2 separate regions of the Mus musculus genome follow, and region 2 is linked to region 1. Evidence: chromatin contacts called from public HiChIP or PLAC-seq data. All regions are on one chromosome and are shown on one strand. Each heading gives the region's core, a stretch centred on a gene start, on an enhancer-like site or on the middle of the called end of the contact. The rest is flanking DNA. Distances are from core to core; before and after follow the strand shown.

What was found. HiChIP or PLAC-seq counts read pairs in DNA pulled down with a chosen protein or histone mark.
Region 2: a FOXA1 HiChIP or PLAC-seq map of pancreatic cancer cells shows a contact between it and region 1. The contact joins the promoter of Noxa1 here to the promoter of Traf2 in region 1. A contact is called at or near these places in 8 of 39 promoter capture datasets (the HPC-7 cell line, cranial neural crest, embryonic stem cells and 4 more) and 1 of 115 datasets of contacts at active chromatin or transcription factors (pancreatic cancer cells).

The regions. Positions count from the first base shown.
Region 1 is chr2:25,543,558-25,549,237 of GRCm38.p6, forward strand. It overlaps Traf2 (TNF receptor-associated factor 2), which reads right to left and starts at 3,383. Exons shown (of 11, transcript NM_009422.3): 1 at 3,305-3,383. Gm35476 (a long non-coding RNA gene) reads right to left here. Exons shown (of 4, transcript XR_866044.3): 4 at 4,368-4,508. It also overlaps the pseudogene Gm13433.
Region 2 is chr2:25,092,120-25,097,799 of GRCm38.p6, forward strand. Noxa1 (NADPH oxidase activator 1) reads right to left here and starts at 3,086. Exons shown (of 12, transcript NM_172204.4): 1 at 2,629-3,086; 2 at 423-505. The coding sequence starts at 2,805.

The DNA.
Region 1 (5,680 bases), core at 2,133-4,632:
AAGTTCCAGAGAAACAAAAGCTGTTTCAGGAGGACAATGGGATGCCAGTCCATCTGATGCCCTCCTCTACAGAGCCACAGTGGCTCTGACAGTTAGTTGGTGGCACAGCCTATGCCATCTATCTGTTAGCTACGGCTGCATTTCCCAAGAAGCAGAACTGACATCGTCATCCCAGTCTTCACATGGTTCAGTTTCATCAATGCTCGATGAACCAGGAACCTGATGAGTAACTGAGCTCTTCTTTGGGGATTAATATTTATTGATGTCTATTAACTGCCACCAATAAAGCAGTCCTTAGCCAAAAAAAACAAAAAAACAAAAATAATAAAATAAATCTTTGGGCTGGAGTGAGCAGGGACTGAGCGAGTAGAATTGACCTGAGTGAGCAGAGGTCCTAAAAATTCAATTCCCAACAACCACATGAAGGCTCACAACCATCTGTACAGCTACAGTGTACTCATATACATAAAATGAAAATAAATAAATAAAAAAAAGAAAAAGGCCACAACACACAGTAGGGCTTTAAACTCCATGTCTATCCTCCCAGATATGCCCCTTAGCAATCTCTTCTGCTTCAATCTCACATGCCTAGCAATAACAGATTTGGAATCTCTCCCTCTCCCTCTGTGTGTGTGTGTGTGTGTGTGTGTGTTTGTGTGTAGCACCAGGGCTCTGTTAGAACCTCAACACTCAAACATAATGAACGGACAGCTCCAGCTCTGACTGCATAGCTTCTTTGCTGCTACTGTGGTCTCCTGAGTCAGAGGGACCTTTATCACAGCATGAAGTCTGGGCCTACTCAGCTCAGAACCTCAATGGCTTCCCAGCTCTGGTCATTAAAGCTACAGCTGCCCAACTCCACCTGTCTTCCCTATCCCTGGTTCCCATCAGTTCTTACAGGTTTGTACCATGCCCAACATAAGCCCAGGTACTGGCCGTCAGAAGACAAGGAGTGCAGAGCTAGAGAGAGGAAGGAGGAATGCCAGCTTCTATAGCTCTCCCCTCCTGGATCCTTTACTGACGGCTGCAGCCACATCAATAACTAGATGGCCCAGCTGGTAATGCCATAAAGTGATAGTAGGTACACAGCACAGAATCTGTTTGTGCAACACAACTGTCCAGCCTGTCACAAACTCACCTCCTCTCACAACCCATGCCCTGTGCTCTAATTGAGCACGGCAACCCTAAGACTATGTCCAGGTTCCAAATCCTTGACTTTCTTTAGCTGAACCATCCACCAAAATTACAACCTGCCCCAAATACTAACTCCACTGCCCACCTGGGTCCCAGATCCTAGATGCAGCAGCCACCGTGTCTCCTCCTCTATGGACATGAACAGGGCGAGCACACTACAATTATGAGATGGATGTCCAGTGTGGCATCCAAGCTGTCTCCAACCCTCTATGTAAAGGGGGCAAGGCCAGTACACAGGGACAGATGTTCAGCATAAGCCTGGAAGCCGCACAGCCCATCCTTGGCATAATCTGGAGGATCTATGGACAACTCTTTCTAGATTTTTCTTTCTTCTCCAGGTCATCCTGTCCATGCCTGTAAAAGCTCCCACCCCATGAAACCCACCTGCCAAGCTACACTGACAATCCATGTAGCAACCACATGGGAAGTGGAGGCCTGACACCCCACTGTCAAGAAGGAAACCCCAAACCAACTCTCAGAAAACAGTAGTGAGAGGAGAGGCAGGAAGCATCTCCTTCTTGGAAGAAGGTTTTCTCCAAGTTGGCTGCTGCCATGTCCTCTGTGCTGTCCAGCCTGCTGCTACTTCATGGGTGCAGGAGGAACCACAGCAGGGATTCCCAGAGAGCTCTGACTGGAAGTGCTCAGTGTGCTGCAGCCCAGGAGCCAGTGAGACTAGGTTATGAATGCACATGGCCCTTGCTCAGGTGTGTGGACATAGTGGAGAATCTCCTGAGGAGCCCATGGTGACTGGCAAACAGGAGAAGAGTAACAGGGTTCCAGGCAGCCTGTATTGTCAGAGAATAGTCAGTTTAGGTACGGACTAGAGGGTCCCAGGGAAAAAAACAGCCAACAGGTAAACACCTCACAGACCTGCTAGGCAGGCAAGGAGCCACCAGTTCAGACCAGAGACACAACTGCTGACAGCACTCAGCCTTCCAGATGTACACACAAGGCTTGATAAAAAACAACCCTTCCTTCAGCTTTTAAAACTCAAGTATTTATAAATCCATCATTAAGTATTCAGCAATAAAGTTAATTTTTAAGACTTAAACATCAATTTGAGATTGCTTGGGGTCTCCACCTGATAACAGTTAACTTTGGGTCACTAAATACCACCTTTCTCAGTCAGTTACGCAGGCAGGAAGGGGCCGTGGTGGCAAGGTCAACTGTGACTTCTCTGGGGGACTGGTAGCCAAGCTAGTGAGTTGCACACAAGACAATGATGACATTGCATTGTGTCCACGGAGCTGAAAGTTTGTTTCTCCGATTTTGGGGCCCGCTGGGAGTACGTCTGTGAGTTCTAATCAATCTCATGTCCTTTCCACCTACTCAGGGCTTCAAGTCCATCATGTGGAATATACACTAGGTCCAACCTCCATTAGGCAGGCGTCAGGAGGTTAAGGGCCCTGGGATCAGTCTCCACACCCTGACACATATGCATCTATCCCATCAACATAGTTTCCAGGGCGGTGGTGGCGCAGGCCCTTTAATCCCAGCACTCAGTAGTTCGAGGCCAGACTACTTTACAAAAAGCAAGATAGTTTCCAGAGAAACAGAGGTTCTGAGGGGCAGAAAGGTGAGATCTGAAAAAATAAAGGAGGACAGGGAAGGTAAACCACCAACAGGGAAGAGGCCTTATGGGGGAGGTGGTGTCCGTGATTTGTGTAGCCGGGTGTCAGAAAAGGCGACGTAAATTTGGCAGACCAAATTTGACTGCCCCATCCAAAAAGCATAAGTGGGTGGGAGGTGAGCGGTAAAAGTGGCCTGGGAGACCAGGTATTCGCTCAAGGCCAGTAAGGGCAAGTGGGGCTCGTGGGTCCCTCGGGCGCGATGCCGGACCGAGATCTGGGGCAGGGACCGTACTGCTGTAACCCCGAGCCACCGCGGTAGGCGCGCAGCCAAGCACCGCTGCGGACGTCGCGAACTTTTCCGGCCCCCCTCCCGCGACTTTCAGTTTCCGGCTCCGCGGCTCCGAAAAGTCTACCCACCCACCTCACCCAGACAGCGGCGGCCCCGCATCTGACCCCCAACCGCCACTCCCACCCCGCGCCTGACCCCAGCCCGGCCGCCGCTGAGAGTAGACCCCCCGCTTAGATCCGCGCCGCCTCACCCAACGGTCTTCGCGCGCCCGGAACTCAGCGCTCGCCGGGAAACACCCCCGCTGCCGCGGCCCGCCCCGTCTGACGGACAGACGCACGCGCCTACCAGGAGCTCACAGGGAGCAGCAGCGGCCGTCGATTTGTCAAATAGGCCGCCTTGACTCTGCCCGCTGACAGACGGAAGCAGGAACCTACCAGGAACGAGCACGGAACCGCAGAGAGCGGTGATTAGTCAGAGCGGCGCAGGGGGTGGGGGCTAAGCCGGTTTCTCCGGTTCCTAGCAAGGTTGTTGAGGAAGCTGCCTTGAGCCTCTCTTCGTGGACGTCAGTCACTTGCAGTCACTTGCCACCAAATGTAACTCGAGTTCGAGCCCTGGGTCCACATCGTGGAAAGAGAGCAGGGGTTTATGCATTATTTAGTCATACACACAAATAGACGAATAAGTGTAATTTAAAAGTTTAAAGAGTTAACATTTCAATGAATATTTGCGAACAAAGAAGTGTAGACAAAAGGGTATACTGTGGAACAAACTGACATACTACAGCTTCCGCGACGAGATTTTTTTCCATCTGTTGTGGGAGAGGTTGCAAGGATGAAAGGCAGGTACAAGGGGAGGGGGAGATGGGTGGGATGGGGTGCATGATGTGAAATGCACAATGAACCAATAAAAAGGTTTTTAAAAAAGTTTGAAGGATTCATCAAGAGCACCTTCAACCACATGAACAGGGAAATGTCCCCCAAGAAAGCTTATGTTTGGAGACTTGAGTCTACGTCAACATGTAGATTTGTACACCTCTGACAATTGTCTATTCTCATCTCTGCAGTCCTGTTAAAAAGGTATTTTAAAAAAATTATAAGTATGTATGTCTGTGCACATGAGTGAAGTATCCAGGGATTCCATACAAAGAGGCCATTGTATCCCTTAGAGCAAAAGTTATAGGCTCAGGGCTGAAGAGATGGTTTAGTGGCTAAGAGTACCGACAGCTCTTCCAGAGGTCCTGAGTTCAATTCCCAGTAACTACATGATGGCTCACAACCATCTGTAATGGGATCGGATGCCCTCTTCTGATGTGTGTCTGAAGACAGCTACAGTGTACTCATAAAATAAATAAATAAATCTTAAAAAAAAAAAAAAAGTTACAGGCTCTTGTGAGCTGGGACCCAAACCAAACTTCAGAACTCTGAGAGAGCTCTTAACTCCTGAGTCATCTCTTCCTGCAAAAAAGAAAAAAAATATATATATATGCTGACACATATCTCTATATATCTCTAGACATCACACACACACACACACACACACACACACACACACACACACGCTACACACATAACCACATATAAACAACACCATACACATATATGTATATACACACAAAGTATTTAGAGCTCACCATCAGGGGTGTCCAACCCACAGCATGTATCCCAGGATAGCATCCCAACATTTGTAGCTGTTATATCACAGTGTGGAAGGATGGACACCTCTGCACTCTACCCTCTGTGTCTTGCCTGCATTCATTCTGTAACTGACTTTAAGAGATACTTATGCTCTTCTCTTTGGCAACCAGTCTCTTGAAACAATGTACCCCAGGAAATTTAATTATTCTCCAGGAGTCTCAGAAGGAGAAAGAAGGCTGAAGCCTGGGGCCAACCGAGGAAGAAACTTGTCTCCTGGGAAGAGATGTGCAGCTTCAGGCCATCTTGCAGGCTAGCCGAGCTCAGACAATGATGGGTCAGTGATGGACAGGACCACACCTTGACCCAGCCTACTTAGTGATGCATACCTCCAGCCTCTACTTGAAGTTAATTACTTCATCCAGGAGCTGGAAGGTAGATATGGTGAAGGCTGTGTCATTGAATCTCTTTGTTTTTCTTTCTAGTATGGATACATTGAATAGATCTTTTCTGCTTTTCACTGGTAAAGTTCACCTCTGATTAGCTTATTGAGGACAAATGATTGAGCAGGGCTTGTTCGGGATGCCAAAACAGGCTCTGACCCTAATAACTCTGGTAGCAGTTTAATGAAGATTGCAAGGATTCTGGGAGCCGAGGGAGTCCAAGTGAGATCCTGCAGCTATGAAAACTGTTCTGGGACAAGAGCTGCTTGCAGCAGGCACTGCTGATCCAACCACATTGACTGCACACCCTTGCTCCTGTGGAAGTTGGAATTCCCCTAACTGAATCAGGAATCCCACCCATAGGACAGCAAAGTTGTCCTCTTCTGCTGAAGTTCAGGCAACTGCTGGGTCACGTAGCTTCCTGGAGCCTTTGGGGCTTATTCACGGTAGTGAGTCCACACCTGTGGAGCCTTCTTTACCAGTGGGAGGAGGTGTTTCCTGAGAGCCCCGAGGAGCCTGAGAAGCTAGCCTGAACGTAAGCTCATTCGCTGA
Region 2 (5,680 bases), core at 1,836-4,335, 450 kb before region 1:
CTAATCTTATGAGGCCTTCACTAATCTCTGAACTTCCAACTGTGGATGAAATCTCTGTCCCTAACCAGATATTCCACTTTCCCCAGTCACCCTTCCTTGGCACTGGGGCCTGTAACCCTGATTATCTCTCCTCCCTTCCTCCTCTTGGAAGCTGGGTAGCCATGGGTATCTTGGGATAAGCCCTGGTTTTCACATCTGCAAATTGGCTATAAATACAGTGACCTTACTATTACAGACATAGGGAGAGAGCCAGGGATGTTGAGAAAGTACTATAAATTTTGACAGGGACAAGAGGCATGTATGGGGGCCCCAGGCTAACCAGAGCATTCTCACTGAGGCTGGAGGGGATCTAGGTGCAAGCATGGGTTTGCAGAGACAAAGAACCATCCAATAAGGAACAGGGGATACCGCTGTGTTCTCACCTCTGCAGCTGGAAATTGGCCACTCCCCGCTGGAGGAAGCCAACAGCCATGCAGGTGTCCTTAGTCACTGCTTGGTCAAATGCCTAGGGACAAAAATGTGTGTGGAACACTAAACTCAGTAACTGAGGAACCCAAAGCCACAAACATACATGGAAATGTATCAACAGCTGAGGACCACTGTCCAGTTAAAGCCTGGAAAGTGTGTTACTGCATAGATTTCTCAGCTGCCCCAAGCACCTCACAACAGACTCAGGGCACAGCCCCATGGCATAGAAACCCAATTCTTCCACAAGGAGCACAGAGCTAGAAGAAAACGCCCCCCAGTATCAATAAAAGTCATCTCTGGGAGACAGGACTGTGTAAATTTTGGACTTTAAAAAATCTCTTTGCAGGAGCTAGAGAGGGCTGCTCTTCCAGAGGTCCTGAGTTCAATTCCCAGCAAGCTCATGGTGTTTCAGAACCATCTGTAATGGAAGAACTCACATACATAAAATCCATTAATAACTGTTTTTAAATCTCCTTTGGTAGTTCCCACGAAACGGCACACAAGTGTGTGGATTAGAATCAGAACACAGAAGTCTTCTGTACACAGGCACCTGCTGCGGTTTCCTACCACCTTGCCTGGCCAGGCGAGGGCTGACTGTGAGCTGGGTCTGACTTTGAAGCTTTCTCATGTCCAGGAAATGGCATGGCTGCTCACAGATCCATCCAACACTACAGCTTCACACCGACACGTTCAAGTGCAACCTCGTGAGACCTGTACACTTAGATTTCCTTATTGCAGTCAGTTATACCACCCACTTCTCAACGTTTCCAGGTCTGGCCAGTGTGCCTGTGCTTGTACACAAGTAAGTTTTATTGACTCAAGGCAGTGCCTCTTCTTCTTCTTATGATAGAGCATTTCAAACTCTCTAGTTACAGTGTGAGGAGGGGAGCGTGGGACTTACTCACTGTTGAACCAGCTGGTAACAGATCATTACGTTCCCTTTCCTGAACAATAACCTTTTTGTTTTTTGGTTTGGCTTGGTTTTGGTTTTTAAGACTGAATTTCTCTGTGTAGCCCTGGAACTGGAACTTTCCTGGAACTCACTTTGTAGACTAGGCTAGCCTCAAACTCAGAGACCTGTTTGCCTCTGTTGGCTTCAAACTTCAGATGTGCAGAGCCTACCTCTGTCTCCAGAGGGATTAAAGGCAGGCATCACTATTCGTGGCTCAAACAAAACCCTTCTAATGAAGAAACAATAGGTACAGATAAATATGTAAGACGTAATAGAAGAGAGCTGGCAAGATGGCTCAGTGGGTAAGGATACTTGCCACCATGCCTAATGACCTGCGTTTGATCACTAGGTTCCACATGGGAAAGAGAAAACTGACTCCCACAAGTTTCCTCCTGATTTATACACACATGTAAATAAATAAATAATTAAGGCTTCCAGAAAGAAATAATAAAGAGACCATCTCCACACAGCCCAGGTTTCTGCTCTCACCCTTGGTCTTGGGTGTCTTTGCTTTCCATCTGTGGTGTCCAGGTAGGTCTGCGTTGTAGGCAGAGTGCTGAGGGCTTCTATCATACACCCAGGAATGGTGAACATGAAGGGGGGATGCCCTGATGCTCACTCTACAGTGTGCTCCCCTGAGTAGGTCTGCTTTGAGAAGCAGGTGGAGATTCATGTGAGTGCTCACTCAGAACCGGAATGACAGACTGTGTGCCACCATCCCATCACAAGCATCTGCTGAAATGCACACTATCAGAGGACGTGCAGAGCCCCTGACTGCTCTGACCCAGCCACCAGCCTGCCTTCGGGTATGCTCCTTCCTCAGTCCTGAGCACCAGAGAGCCTGGGCAGGCCAGGTCTGGTACAGTTGCCGCATTTGGCTTATATGGCTATAGAGACTGAAGGCGCCCTGCTTCCCATTCTGGTCTCAACAAAAAGAGGGGTCTTCTAACCACAAAGCTCCAACCTGCCTCAGGCAGGCACTAAGAGAGGACATTAGTTGAACAATCTCTACGTAAATGACAGGGTAAAGGGCAGGGATTCCTCCCCTTCTTCTATGTTGACTATAAGGTGCGGAAGAGCGTCTTTTTCCAGGATGCCCATTGGAAGATAAGGTTTTATGTTCGCAGTCACATCTTCATCTGCATTCCCCTAAAGCCTCCACCAGGGATGTGAGAGGGGAATCTGTTATCCAGTCCTGGGGTGCTTACCCGCAGCGCAGCCTCGGGATCCCCTGCCATCAGATGCACACAGCCCCTGTTAAAGTACATCCTAGCCAGCGGCTCTCGGACATCTGAGAAGAAGCACAGCGCAGAGTCCCAGTCTTCGCGTGCCACGGCCAGCACACCCCGGTGCCAGTCCCGTATCTGATCCCCTAGAGAGCTCATGGAGCGGGGACGCCTGCTTTGAGGCGAAGGAAGTTAGCGATTCTAGCTGGAGCGCGTGGGACAGGAGGAGGGTGCCCCACAGAAGCTGGGAGGCCGTAGGCCAGGGCCAAGGGGACCGGGACAGCAATGAGAAGCAGCTGGTAGCAAGACAACTGGAGTTGTGACAGTCGGTCCTTGAAACTGAGTAGATGGCCCAAGGCTTAGGCCCCTCTCTCACGCCCCGCCTAGAACTACTTAAACAAGTCCCTAGCACTGAGGAGAGGGTCTATGATCACATAGCCACACCCCTGCATTCGTCAGGCCTATCTGTCCACTCCCTGGCTTAGCTCAACGCCAATGAAACCACGGTTATCTCAATATGGACACGCCTTCTCCACCTCCTAGTTCTTGCCAGGAAGCAGGTGTGAGCACGCCCCTTACTCAAGCCAAGCCCACACCATCTTTTTTCTGGCAAGTTCAGAACTTCAGTGTGCCCTAGATGGGCCCCCGACGTCTATTATGCAAAACTGCAGAGTGTTTGGGGAAACCCCGGGGAAAGTGCTGCACGACCGGGCCAAGGTTCCGGGGTCAGTATGGACGGTGCATTGCAGAGCTGCTTGCTCAGAGGTCAGCGTGGTCAGGCAAGTGGGCGGCCTAAAGGAGAAACAATCTAAAGGCTGGTAGAGCTCGACCTCCAGACCCGCCTCTTCAGAAGTGACCGGGTGGGCTTGGAGACTCTGGAGCAACAAGATGGGCCGGACTGGATGCCATGTGGCTAGGCCTTAGAAGCCGGATTGGGGCCTCGGAGTCAGGTGTATCGGTCGGTGGTGGGGCAGCCCGCGAGGGCTTTCTCCACTAGTGGGCGCTGGCCTGGCTGCTACTCTCCCTTGCGAGTGTGGCCATTGGGACTGAGTCTTCTACACTGCTCTCCAGGTGGATCACAGCTATCCAGAAAAACTAGCGGTTGGACAGGGATTGTGTCTTGTATAGACAGGTGGGGCAGCCCAATGTAGACTCTGCAGGACACCCAGAAGTTGATGTCCACCTTCATAATCTTGCTCGAATAAGGCCCATCCACAGTATGGGAGTCATGTGCCTTCCCCAAACTGCTGATACCAACATTAATCTCTACTGAAGTTTTCTCCCTGACATTTGGGGCACCATGGCTTGGCAGGGTTGACACATGAAATAACACCACAACACCCAATCCAAGTAGCTAGGCTCAGCTGTATCGTGGGCTCATTACCCTTCCTTGCCTGGTTGTTGATCCCCTGTACTCAGAGTCACAGCTGATTCTCCTTCCTGTGTGACGCAGGACAGCTAACTTTTCATTCCTCCATACGTGTAACAATGGCAGCAATCAATTCTGTCCTACGAAGGCTTTTCTGAGAGCTGAATGAGATCTCATAGTGTCAGCAAACAGTTGGTGCTCAGCAGTGCTTGTCATCCTGAGTTCCCAGGGGCTGTGTCCCTTGGCATTTCTCTATGGGCTGAGTTTCCCTAAACTGCTGCCTGGAGTACGTGGATGTTGCTAACCTGACTTCTTTAAGTCCTAGTGCAGCCATTCTGCCCCAATACCCAGATCTTGTATTGTCTCCGTGCAGGCTGGTCACTTTCCCTTGTTTGGCTCCTCTCCCTCTTGCTACTCACTGCCCCTTCCTGGAAGCCCAGCCTAAACTCTATCCCTGCCTTCCCAGCCCCATCTGCCCATTTTCTTTTCCATAGGTCAGAATTCTTTCTAGAATGTTCCATAGCCCATATGGTGGTTTGAATGAAAATGACCCCCATATTCTCATACATTTGAATGCTTGGTTCCCACTTGGTGGAATTGTTTGGGAAGGGCCCGGAGGTATTTCCTCAGTGGAGGGAGTATGTCCCTGGGGATTGGACTTTGAGGTTTCAAAAAGCCCACACCATTCCCAATTAGCTCTCTTGCTCCCTGTTTCATGCTTGTAGATCAAAACACACACTCTTGGCTACAACTGTAGAGCCACATCTGCCTACCTGCCACCATGCTCCTGCCCTGGTGGACATGGACTCACTCTTAGAACTGTAAGCCCCAGATCAATTTTTTCTTCTCTAAGTTTCCTTAGTCAAGGTGTCTATACAGCTATAGAAAACTAACCAAGACAGCCCATTTTCTTATGTTGCATGGTGTAGAACATGGTCCCAAGTTCTACAAGGAATTCCTCCTGTTCTCTGATGAACCCCAAGTGTCAGCCACAGTGACTTTCCCCTGAGCATATATGATGTGCTCTCCATACATTGGTTTGCATGGATCACCATAATGGCCAGGTAGTTTATGTTTAAGTAGACAGGAACCCTGTTAAGTCTTGGTGTGCGGTCCAGAGGTACGCCAGTTGGACAGACACATGCTTTTGGCTCCATGTAGGTCCATAGCCCTTGTTTGACTGGCATCTGAGTGGCAGGACATCCTCTGGGAATGATTTCAAATTCACTGATGATTCTTAAAGGAAGGTGGATTATAGAAGTTAGATGCTATACAGGCTCTTATCTCCATGTTTGCTGAAGGGTCCAAGGGAACTTCTATACCAGCTTGAAAAGGTCATGTCTGAGGGCCAAGCCTCAATTTCCTTTTAAGAGAGGTCACTCAAGAAAGTGAATTGGACATGGGGTCATTTACCCTCTCCTCCTCTGGCCTTGCAGGATCTAGAGGGGAGGTGGGGTGAGCAATGGAAGGGTACCCGAGGATTCTCCTTTGTGTACATGAGCCAATGCTGTCCCGGGAGCACAGGTGTGGGCCAGACTTTCCACAGAGGGCCAGACAAGTGTGGGTGAAGCTGTCGGAAAGTAAGATCTGTGTACTGCAAATGGAAGCCCAAGATGATACCACCATCGTAGTGAAAGATAGTCTAGTGGTTCCTCAGATAAATAG